2 separate regions of the Ovis aries genome follow, and region 2 is linked to region 1. A link is a contact called in public Hi-C data. All regions are on one chromosome and are shown on one strand. The core of a region is the stretch at or near the end of the contact, and the rest is flanking DNA. Distances in the headings are between cores, read along the strand shown.

Region 1 (5,422 bases), core at 1,098-3,597:
AAACAAATCCCAACTCCGAATCTACCTGTGGCCTAGAAAGATTCTACATACCTTAAAATACCAGGCCGACCGACAGGCCCCAAAGTGTACTCAAGAGTACACTCATCTTCCTTCCTCATCTCAAGACAGTCGACAAACGAACAAGTACGTTTTCAGGCATTTTACTTGTGATGCAATCAAGTGTGACATCTTAAAAATGTGGTCCCTGAGAAGACGGCATTGCAGGGATTGATAAAATGTATCTTACTACCTTTCCAATCTTTTTGATGGTTTCTTGGTTCTCAGGACTAAGTAGGGCTCACGAAACCTCGCTCGGGGCAGTCCACCCGCATGGCTTTGAGAGACCCGCTAGGAATATCCCCCACTAAATAAAAAGCCTTCGCAAGGGTGTCCTACCCCACTGCCGGTGTATAACAAGATGAGCAGGTGACCTGTCCTTTACGGTTCAGTTTTAGACCCCAGTGAGCAGCTGACATTTTGTGAAAAACTTAACATACATCCTTTCCGCGGGAATGTATCTCCGTTCTCACAAGGCGTTTCTGCTCCCCACAAAGCAGGCCTGCCTTCTCAGGACACTCGGCTCGCCTCTCCAGTCTCCTTTTCAGGGTCCAAAACGAGACTTTAAGAACAGAAATCGAAACGGTCAAGGACCTCTGGAGCGGCAGGTCCGCCTGGGGTCGGGCAGCGGGTTCCCGGCGAGCCCACGGCCAGCTCGATCGGCGCTGGGGAGGCCCGGCGCACTCCGATACGCTGGCCCGAAGCAACCGGTTGCGGCGGCCGCTAGACGCTCAGCCATCGCGCCGCGGCCGCTTCGGCCCAGCGAAGTTCAGATCGCCGCGCGGGCGGCGCGCCCCCGGGTCCTGCTGCGGGTTCGCGCCCCGGGCCCGGAGCGAGCCCGGGGGGCGGGTCCGCGGGGGCTCGGCGGGCGGGAGCGCGGGACGCGCGGGGAGGGGCGCGCCAAGGGCCCAGCGCGCCGGGGAACTTGGGCGCCCGCAGTACCGCCGCCCGGCCACTTTCCTTTCACGCCCTGGGGTTGCCGCGCGCCGCGCGAGTCCGCCCGGGACTGCCGGCCGCCGCCGCCTCAGCGAGACACCCAGGCGCGCTCCTACCGCCCGGCCGGCCGGCGCGCGGGGCCGCGCGAGGCCGCGCGCGGGCGCCGCGCTTCCCCCCCCCCGCCCCGCCCCCGCCCCCAACGTGCCGCCGCCGCCCGTTGGCGCCTCAGCCCGCGCGCCCGCCGCCCTCCGGCTCCCGGTGGATTTTCGTTGGCAAAGTTGCGCGGCCGCCTCGAGGGGGCCGCCGCGCGGTCCACCGCCCCGGCGCTGCCGCCGCCCCTTCAGGCCGCCGCGCGGGAAGGCCCAGCCGGCGGCCCCGCTTTTTTACCTGCCGGGAGTTTTCGCGCGCGCCCTCGCTCAATCGCTCGCTTTTCCCTTCTCGCGCTCGTTTTCTTTCTTTCTTTCCTTCTTTTCTTCCCCCCGCGCGGAAGCTTTTTCCGCTAGCGCCGCCCGCGCTCGCCCGCTCGCGCCCTCCTTCCTGCTGGGCTCCGCGGAGCGGGGCGGCCGGCAGCTCTCCCCGCCCCCCTCCACCCGCGCTCCGGCGGAGGCGGCGGCGGCGGCGGCGCTCCGCGCTCCGACTCATTCCAATATGGCACGGGCGCAGGGCGCATGCGCCCGCGCCCCCCCCCCTCATTCCGCGCTCCTCCCGGCAGCCCGCGCCCCTCGCGCGGCGCGCGTGGCGCCCCCCTGCCGGGCCTCTCCGAGCTAGCTCGCTTGTCTTCCGGCTCAGCTGGGTCAGTACGGGAGACGAGGCGGCAGCGGACGAGGGTCCTCCGGGACCCCCGCCGGCAGCCGCCCCGGCCCCTCGTGCCCCCAGCCCACAACTTACAGCTGACACCTCGAGGCCGTGGCGCAGAGCTAACTGCTGCGCCCCCCAAATCCGACGGCGTTGCAGGCTGGAGCGGACTGGCCCCGACGGGAAGACGCGCCCAGGGACCCAGCGCCCACCGAGTCCCTGCTCCGACCCACGAGGGAAGGTCTCCTGCGCCTCACCTCGGGTTGAGGATGGAGTCCAGGGAACTTGGTGGCGTCCTGGTGTCGTTTTTGGCGTCCGAGGTGAAGCGCGATGCTGTTGTCCGCACGTGACAGCCTCCGGCAAGATGGCATTAGCGGAGGAACGGACAGAGCGACAACTGGATGCCAGATCGGCGCGTGTCGCCGCGGGAGAGGGCTGCGTCCGTCCGCCAGGCCCACGTCGAGGACCTTCCCGTGAGATCTGGAAAGCACCCAAGTGCCCCCTGTCTGCAAAGTCAGACCCTGGGCCCCCGGCGCACCGGGTGTCTCCCGGCTTCCGCAGGAGGCACCCTGTAAATCCTAGTTTTCCTGTCGCTCGGGGCCCCAGCGAGGGGGCACAAGACGGCTGTCGAATTCCGGCGGGAGAGCAGGGGGCTCCGGGCTGGGACAGAAGGTCGGAGGTGGCTACAAGCCGGCCCCGAAACCCGAGGTGCCGACAGGCGATTGTGTTCCCCGAGCTCGCCCCTTCCCCAGCGAGGGCAGGTGGCAGTGAGACACCCGGATCCCCACCTGCTTTGTAGAGTTCCCTGCAGAAGGGAGTCCCTGCACCACGGAAACCCTGGAGTGCCCGGATTCCCGGGCCCTGGGAGGAGGTCTCTGACAGGGCTCTGATGATTCCTGTCTTTCAGGAAGGAAGAGGCGCCCCCACAGCAAGAAGGAGGTCTGGGGTGCCAAATGCGGCTCAAGTCACTTCCCAATGATCTCAGCCACTGCGCTGGGAAATATTACCCTACTTCACAGACAGTGTTGCTCAAAGTCACGCCACTGGCTAGATTTGAATCTAGATTTTTTTTTTTTCAATGCCACTGAAGAGACAATATGACAACAGGAAGAAACGCAAAAGTAGCAAAGTAGTATCCATAATACTACAAAATGCAACTTTTCAAACATGAAACCTTCCGCCTATATGCAAGTCTTTACATAGTTGCAACCACACATCCTCTTTTGTGTTTGCTACCATCACTGACATTTTTTTTAACATTTTTGTTTTGTTCACATTCATTTTTCATGTGTGCAGTTACCGTCATCCATTCACTCTGTCTCCTAGTATTGCCTATTTTGGTCCCTGATTATTGTTTGCTAATGTATCTCTTAGTTCAGCACTTAGACAAACTCCTGGCAATTGAATAACCAGGTGGAAGGTTAAGGAACAGCAGGATTATCTTAGCCCACAGTGCCACAGAGCTTTCCAAACAGCAGCCCCACTCATTCTGCACCTGCCAAGAACAAGTATAAAGAGTTCAATACACATTTCTAAGTATTGGATGCCATCTTTGCTCCTCTATTTTAGCAGTGTCTACTGGTAGTTCAAGGTTACTTCAGTATTTCTTAGGTGACTTTAAAATGTTTTCCCATGCATTTACTACCTAAATTTCCCTTTCTGTAAATGATCTGTTCACACCCATTTGTCTTTTGGGGACTCGAACCTCTTCTAATTTTGAATAAGAATTTTTTATGTTGCAGATACTACTCTATCATCAGTGATTCAAATATTTCCCAGTCCATTGTTCTTTTTTGTTTTATTCAATCTGCCATTCTGGTCCTTTTTTATTTTATTTTTTCAATTGCTTCAGTGCTGACAAAGTGAGCTTTCTTCCATTCATCTGATAGTCTGCATTCTGCTAGTTTTCTAAAATTTTATTTTTAATTCTTTGGTGGTTATCCATGGCAAGTTTATTTTGCTGTGTGGGAGTAAAATACGGATTTTAAGTAACCACCATCATCACCAGTTCTTCACGCAATCACCATTTATTAAATAATTCTTACCTTATCCTTTGCCTAGTAAAATCTACGTTAATGCTACGCATTTGATTTTGGTTGGTCTATTTCTGAATTCTCCATTTCTTTTCACAGACTTTGGTTTAAGGAAATACCATGTGGAGTTAAATACTGGCTCTTTAAAATACGTTCTCACATCTGGCAGGGCTAGAATCCCCCCTCATAGGGTCTTCTTTCATTCAGACTTATCACTTGATATACAGAATAGTATAAATCCATACACATTCTAGGATCATCATACAGGAATTAAGAGTGCTCACTTTGGAGAGAGGATCATCCAGCTTCAACACTCACCAGAACTGTGACCTTGGCAAGTTGCTTATGATTCCCAGGCCTTAGGGTCTTGGTCTATAAAATGGGAATAAAAGTAACATAAGCTAAATGATGCCTAGCACATAGTGTGTGTGTGTGTGTGTGTGTAACATATAATATGTATGTATATATAACATTCATATATATACTCAGTAAATATCAGCTGTTACTGATATTTGCAAAAAATTGAGATTTTGCATAGGGTTACATTAAACCTATGAATTCATTTGAACAGATCAAATATGTCTTAATATTTCATTTTCCCAACCAGGACATGTGCTATCTTTCCATTTATCCAGATATTTTAAAACTGAGAAGTGAGTTTCCTCATTGACTCCAGCCTCTCTCTGCTGCTCACCTTCATGACCCCTGAAGAACAGGAAGAGCAGAGAGCCACAAGGAACAGCATTTAGGAGTCTGACTTGGGACTTCCCTGGTGGTCTGGTAGTTAAGAGTCCTCCTGCCAATGCAAGGGACACAAGTTCCATCCCTGGCCCGGGAAAAGCGCACATGCCACTGCAGCAGCTGAGCCCCCGCGCCACAAATGCTGAGCCTTCCGCCACTAGATAAAGTCCACAAGCAGCGACAAAGACCCAGGGCAGCCAAAAATGAATAAATGAAATTAAAAAAAAAAAAAAGCCTGGCTTGTGCAGGGCCCTGTGTAGGTGTGGGCATGTGTGCACATACAGGAAATTTTTACTCCTTGCAACATCCCCCAGCATAGGTCGTGGCATTCTCTTAAGGACAAAGAACAAACTGGGAGCGTCCAGATCACTCAGTGAGAGGCATAGCTAGAACACAAACTAGGTGGGCCAGCTCCTCAACCCCTCTGCTGCTTGGAAATTTGGATGGTAGTTTTTCACAGAGGCAGTGCCAGAGGAGCATGGAGGAAACTGACTTCTGATCATGGCACACCACTACTCAAAAGCCTCCCAGGGCTTTCTATTGCACTTTGAAAAAGTCAAAAGACATACTTTGGCCTCTGAAACTGGCTCTGGTCATCCTACAAACTCACCAGGGCTATTCACCTGTCTTGCTTGCTTCAGTTCACCTGTACCTTTCCATCCCTAAAGTATGCCAGGGCCCGTCCCACCTCAGGACCCTTGCACACTCTATTTCCACTGCCTGGGATACTCTCCATCGCACCTCATGCACAGCCCTTCACATGGTTGGTACCATCTCATTGTTCCAGTATCTTTTAAGAAGGCGGTCTCCTTAGAGAAGTCTTCCTTGCCCACTTCACCTAAAAAGGTTCTCTCTCCTCA
Region 2 (5,422 bases), core at 1,428-3,927, 280 kb before region 1:
ACCATTTGCTCCAAAAACTCTTCCATGGTTATCTACATGCAAAATGCCGATTATGATGGAGTGTGTCTGATCCATAATTCCTTTCCTGGTGCAATTCCTGGTAATGGAATTCACTGATCTGGGTAGAAAGAATTCTCAAAGCCAAACTGCATGTACATGCAGGATGTGCAAAAATACTGACTATATTTCTGCTAGAGTACACAACTGTGTAAAACTTGATGAGTGATATTCACTTGTCCACTATGAAAATTAATATTTTGTTTACAAATGATACGGCAGCTGTTCCCAGAAATATGGGTGAGGAAACCTTAGGGGGAAGGAACACTTGATGTTTTTCAACTTGGGGCTACATGTCCTAGTACCCACATTCTCAGCGGAATCTTCTGCTTTCCCTCCTGTTGCTATATACTCCCATGGAAGGCCATTCGACTCACACTCTGCAAACTATCCTACAATTGATTCTTTGGTGCAGCAACAGCAAACTCTTTCCCTCTCTGCTGGAACACACTCTCAGCAGCATATTATCATGCTCTGGTACCTTTCAGTTAATTAAAAACTAAAAAAGACATCACTCCTCAAATCCCAGTAGACCCACAGACCCATTTCTCTGCTCCCTCTCACACAAAAAGCTTGAAAGGATCGAAAGCCTCCAGCTCCAGTATCTTTCCTCCTGTCCTCTCTTTAGCCTCCTTCAACCAGACTTCTAGCCCTATTTTTTCCATTCAAACTGGCTTTGTTGAGACTACAGAAGACCAGGGTCACCTTTTGGTCCTCTTACCCATCCCCTCAGAGACCATCAATAAAGCTTACCACCCTCCTCTTCAATTTTGACATTATCTCATGTATTTGATTTGTTTCTTCATTCTGTCTTCCCTGCTCTTTGAGAACAGTGTACTCCAGGGAAAAGTGTATACTGGTGTATCCTTGCCATCTAAAACCACGTCTGGCAAACGATAGTAGATATGTGATACTTGTTGAATGATCTTGTTAATCAAGGAGCAAGGCTGGTTCTCAGCCCTGAAAGGGAACATCATCTTTAAAAATAATCATGGAAACAAATTCCAATGGAGATCTCTCTGAAATCAAATCTGACAAAAGCAGTCTCCTTTTCCCATAATTGTCTTTATAGATCAAATACCATAAAGTATCTACAGCAACTGCTACCCTGTAAAGTGCGTTTAAAGAAGGATAAACAGAGTGATATGTCTATGGCTACATACAAGGGAAAGGGCTTAGTCTCCACCAGACTGAAAGGTGGAAAAGGTATTAAGGGTGTATATCCCCTTTCTCTACCTCTTCATCTGGCTACTACTTGGCTTTCAGCAGTTAAAGGAGCCTCCCTCAAATCCCGCATTCAGTTGCATCTCCCCTGAGTTCTCAAATATCCAGGGCTTCGCTACCCCTCGAGTAATCCGGTTTATTCTTCTGGGGTTACATGGCTGTCGCCCTTGACACATTCTGGGCTCCAGGAAGGCAAGGGCCCGTTGGTCAGGGCCGTATCGTGCGCGCACACACACACACACACACACACACAAAAGCTGCGGGGTGTATTTGCGGATTAATGAATGAGGGCAGCAACCACACACATCAACCTGCCCCTGGAGTGCCCAGAATCCCAGCGTCTGTGAGTGACTCTGGCGCGCAACACAGCACAGAGGCCAGCGAACCAGTGGGGACGCCCCCGGCCCAGGTTTCCCACAACAGTTTCTCTCTGGAACGTGAGTCTTCCACCTTCCTCAGAGTAAAGGAGGAGGGCCTCAGCTTTTGAGAGAGACACCAGCAGAGAGAGAGAGAGAGGAGGGGGGGGGAGAGAGAGAGAGAGAGAGGCTGTGCGAATCCTCGCCGGTCTGAGTCTGTGAAGGGGCCAGAGCAGCCGCCGAGCAGCCTGGAGGCTCAGCGGGCGGGAGCTGCCCACACTGGTGCGAAGGGGCCGGCGAGAACCCCTCCCCGACAGGATACCCTTTCTCTGGACGAAGCGTTCTGGGGTAGTGCCCCTCTAAATTCTGGTGTTCCACAGAGCACACGCTCGGCGGGCTCCCCGCCCAGGCTCCGAGACCCCGGGTTGGGGTTCCGGCCAGCCGTTCCCCTCGGACGCTGCCCGCGGCAACCCTTACCTGCAGTCCGCGGAGGAGGAGGAGCCGCTGCCCGCACCCCGGCCCGCCCCGCCAGCTCAGCGCCCCTGCCGCAGGCCCCGGGGCCCAGCCAGCCGCCGGACCGCCCGAGTCGCCTGCACTGCGGACCAAGCCCGCCCGCCCGCTAGCTTCGCGGCCGCCGCGCAGCCCCACAGACCCCTGCCCGTCGGCCGCTCGGACCCCGAGGGCATCGCACGGAGCAGGCGCCGCCGGGCAGCCCCACCGGTGGGGTCCTCGCCGGGAGAAGTCCGTCGCCATGGAGACGGGGCGCGCGCAGGCCGCAGTTCAGCAGCGCCCGCCCAGCCGAGGACAGTTTGGGGGACCGGGACAGCCGCTCCCAGCACCCAAGAGCGCTGACGGCGAGCCCTTCACGGGCGCGTGATGCCTCGACTCGGCTACCGCCGTCAGCATCTCAGCCCCAGCGGAGAGGGCGCCGGCCGACGGCCAGCTGCGAAAGCACAAGTCGCCTAGCTGGGGCACGGGGAGGGGCCTCGGGCCGACCGGGTCCGTGGGAGACATCCGCTTCCGGGGCCGCGGCCATCGCAACCCTCGACTCTGCAGGCCCGCGGAACTGGACTCGTCAGAAGAAGCTGACCCCGGGCCCTAGAGTCCCTAAGTCCCGGCTGCCCTCGCTCTGCCGCCCGCCTTCAGAACCAGACATGTTGGAGCATCTGAGCTCACTGCCCACGCAAATGGTGAGGCCGCTGCGCGCCTGGGCCCTATGATCCCTGCACGCCGCTCGCAAGCCTGGCAGCTCCGCAACCTTTGTCCGAGACCTACTCCGTGCGGCTCGGGTACCGAGTTGTACCTACCTGGTGCCCTTTTCTCTTCCCCCCAAGGGTGCCCCTCCCTGGGCTCCGTGAGGATGCTTCGGTTCCCCCGGGAAACCCAGAATGTCATTCCTTGCTTAGGTTCTTGGAGCCCTATATGTTGGGGGAGCCCCATATGTTGGGAATGCCCTGGTGCCAAAGCTGTGAGGCCCTTGCAGTAATGTATCTCTTCGGTGGTGGAACCAACTCCTGCTTTGCTCTTCTTCACCTCTAGGATTACAAGGGCCAGAAGCTAGCTGAACAGATGTTTCAGGGAATTATTCTTTTTTCTGCAGTAAGTATTGGTTTTACATAATCTTTTCCACCCTCACCCCCAGCTTGACTGTGTTTAATATACTTTCTTTGTCTTTAGATAGTTGGATTTATCTACGGGTACCTGGCTGAACAGTTCGGGTGGACTGTCTATATAGTTATGGCTGGATTTGCTTTTTCGTGTTTGGTAAGATATTTATGGCTTGGATGTTAGTGGCAAGTTAGGTTTTCTGAATTGGGTTATTTTGTTTGGATGCAGTACTGAGAATCAGTGCACAACGTTTCAATGCCAGATAGCATCAGATGAGGTTAAGTTGCATAAAGCTTATTTCTTTTGGCAGTTGCTCCAAGCAGTAATCTTAAAGGTCAAAGCTAGAACTTAAGACCTTATTGTCTTCACATTGCTCCCTCCTCACCTTTCTTTTAGCTCTTAAAGCCATGTGTAAACAATGAGGCTTGTTCCTACTTCAAGTATCTTGTCTGGGTGATGGCGCAGAGTTTTCATAGGAATGTCGGTTTCCTTGTTTTTACCTGTAGCAAAGGAGTCATTTGGGAAACAGACATAATACATAATACTCTTTCAAGCTTCTAATGGCCATAATTGATTGATTTTCTGTTCTGACCCAGCTGACACTTCCTCCATGGCCCATTTATCGCCGGCACCCCCTCAAGTGGTTACCTGTTCAAGACTCAAGCACAGAAGACAAGAAACCAGGGGAGCGAAAAGTTAAGAGACATGCTAAAAATAATTGATTGGGGTTTTCATGATTCAGCTTTACTGTTGTACCTGCTTTTGTTTTGTGTGACATGAGCTAAACTGTTTTCATACATAAAACATAAGCTAAAAACCACCTATGCTCAGCTGTGTATAGATTTTGTTTTCTCCATATTTCATTTCTCTTTTGGGTTTTGCTTTATAAATATTTTAGACCTTCTCCTCACAATCTTCCTCTGAAATGGAGAACAGAAAACAGAAGTATGCAAAGTTTCTTTCAGGCCTACAAAATAATGAGTAAAAGCTTCATAAATGACAGTACAATTTAACTATCAGGTTTTATAATTCATTATGGGTAGTCAGGCTGTTTTAATGTTTTCAATTAAAACTCAGTGCAATTCAATGTCTATAGAGTCTTTTGTTCATTGTTCTGCAAACATGACTACGAGTAAAAGCCAAAGTTAGAAGTTCATGGTTCTGAAAGTGTCAGCAAGAACCACTTCTATCTTCTGAAGCTACAAGGTCCTAATGTATGATTTCTTCTTTTTTTTTTAAACAACAGCAAGCACCTGTGAAAAAACTTACTGATGTAAATTTTGTGGTAAGGTAATAGTTTGGTACCAGTAAAATAAGGCTGTTGCCAAGCAGAAAACATTTAATCCATGCTTTACCTAAGGTAGTTCAAAATGAAAACCCGAGAAGCTATAAATTACTTATAAATTTTCCAGAGGGCTGAAGAGAACAATGTTCTAACAGTCTTGTGTGAGGAATGGGAGTGCAAGGGTTATTACAAGTCATATTCTACTTCTCGATACCAGGATATAGGACTTCCAAACTGAGTTTTTTAAAAAGGGAGTGAAGATCTTAATACACCAGAAGTCAGGAAAGGGTTTTTAAAAGGGAGAAGAAAAGTAAAAGACAGCAGAAATAAGAACAAGCATATCTATAAAAAATGTGATGACAAAGTTAAGAGCTCCCAATAGGGTTGAAAATCAAGTTACCTCATGTTCTCAAAATGACACCCAAAAGTTGAAAACAGGAGCAAGGATGTATTAGGCAAATGCAAGCAGAAAGGAGTGGTAATAGTGAAAAAGTCAGAAATTTATATCAGAAAGCATTAAATGGGGCAAAGAGGGAAATTTCATAGCTGCAAGATGTCAGTGAATGAATCATGCATTGAGTAAGATGTGAAATACATAAAGCAAAGACTTACATATACAGGAATTTGGCAAAGAGACCAACACTCTACTTTTCAGATTTTGATCAAGGCAATATGAAGACTGTTGCACTTGTTCCACATGCCTGGAACACCGTCCCTTAGGTATACATGACTTGTCCTCTCATTCAGGTCCCTACCCAGTGCATGCATGCTAAGTCACTTCAGTCGTGTCTGACTCTGTGACCCTATGGACTGTAGGCTGCCAGGCTCCTCTCTCCATGGGATCCTCCAGGCAAGAATACTGGAGTGGGTTGCCATGCCCTCCTCTAGGGGA

The links. Hi-C and Micro-C count contacts between places; a contact is called where the count stands out from the background.
Region 2: a contact with region 1 is called in a Hi-C map of skin fibroblasts, with 2.4 times the contacts expected there. The contact joins the promoter of SPCS1 here to the promoter of SFMBT1 in region 1. A contact is called at or near these places in 10 of 16 Hi-C or Micro-C datasets (blood, liver, mesenteric adipose tissue and 5 more).

Annotation. Positions count from the first base shown.
Region 1 is chr19:47,968,082-47,973,503 of ARS-UI_Ramb_v3.0, reverse strand. It overlaps SFMBT1 (Scm like with four mbt domains 1), which reads right to left and starts at 2,347. Exons shown (of 20, transcript XM_060402481.1): 1 at 2,046-2,347.
Region 2 is chr19:48,245,368-48,250,789 of ARS-UI_Ramb_v3.0, reverse strand. SPCS1 (signal peptidase complex subunit 1) reads left to right here and starts at 2,677. Exons shown (of 4, transcript XM_027958311.2): 1 at 2,677-2,827; 2 at 3,177-3,236; 3 at 3,315-3,401; 4 at 3,842-4,332. The coding sequence starts at 2,792. The coding sequence ends at 3,967. It overlaps GLT8D1 (glycosyltransferase 8 domain containing 1), which reads right to left and starts at 2,605. Exons shown (of 10, transcript XM_060402502.1): 1 at 2,356-2,605.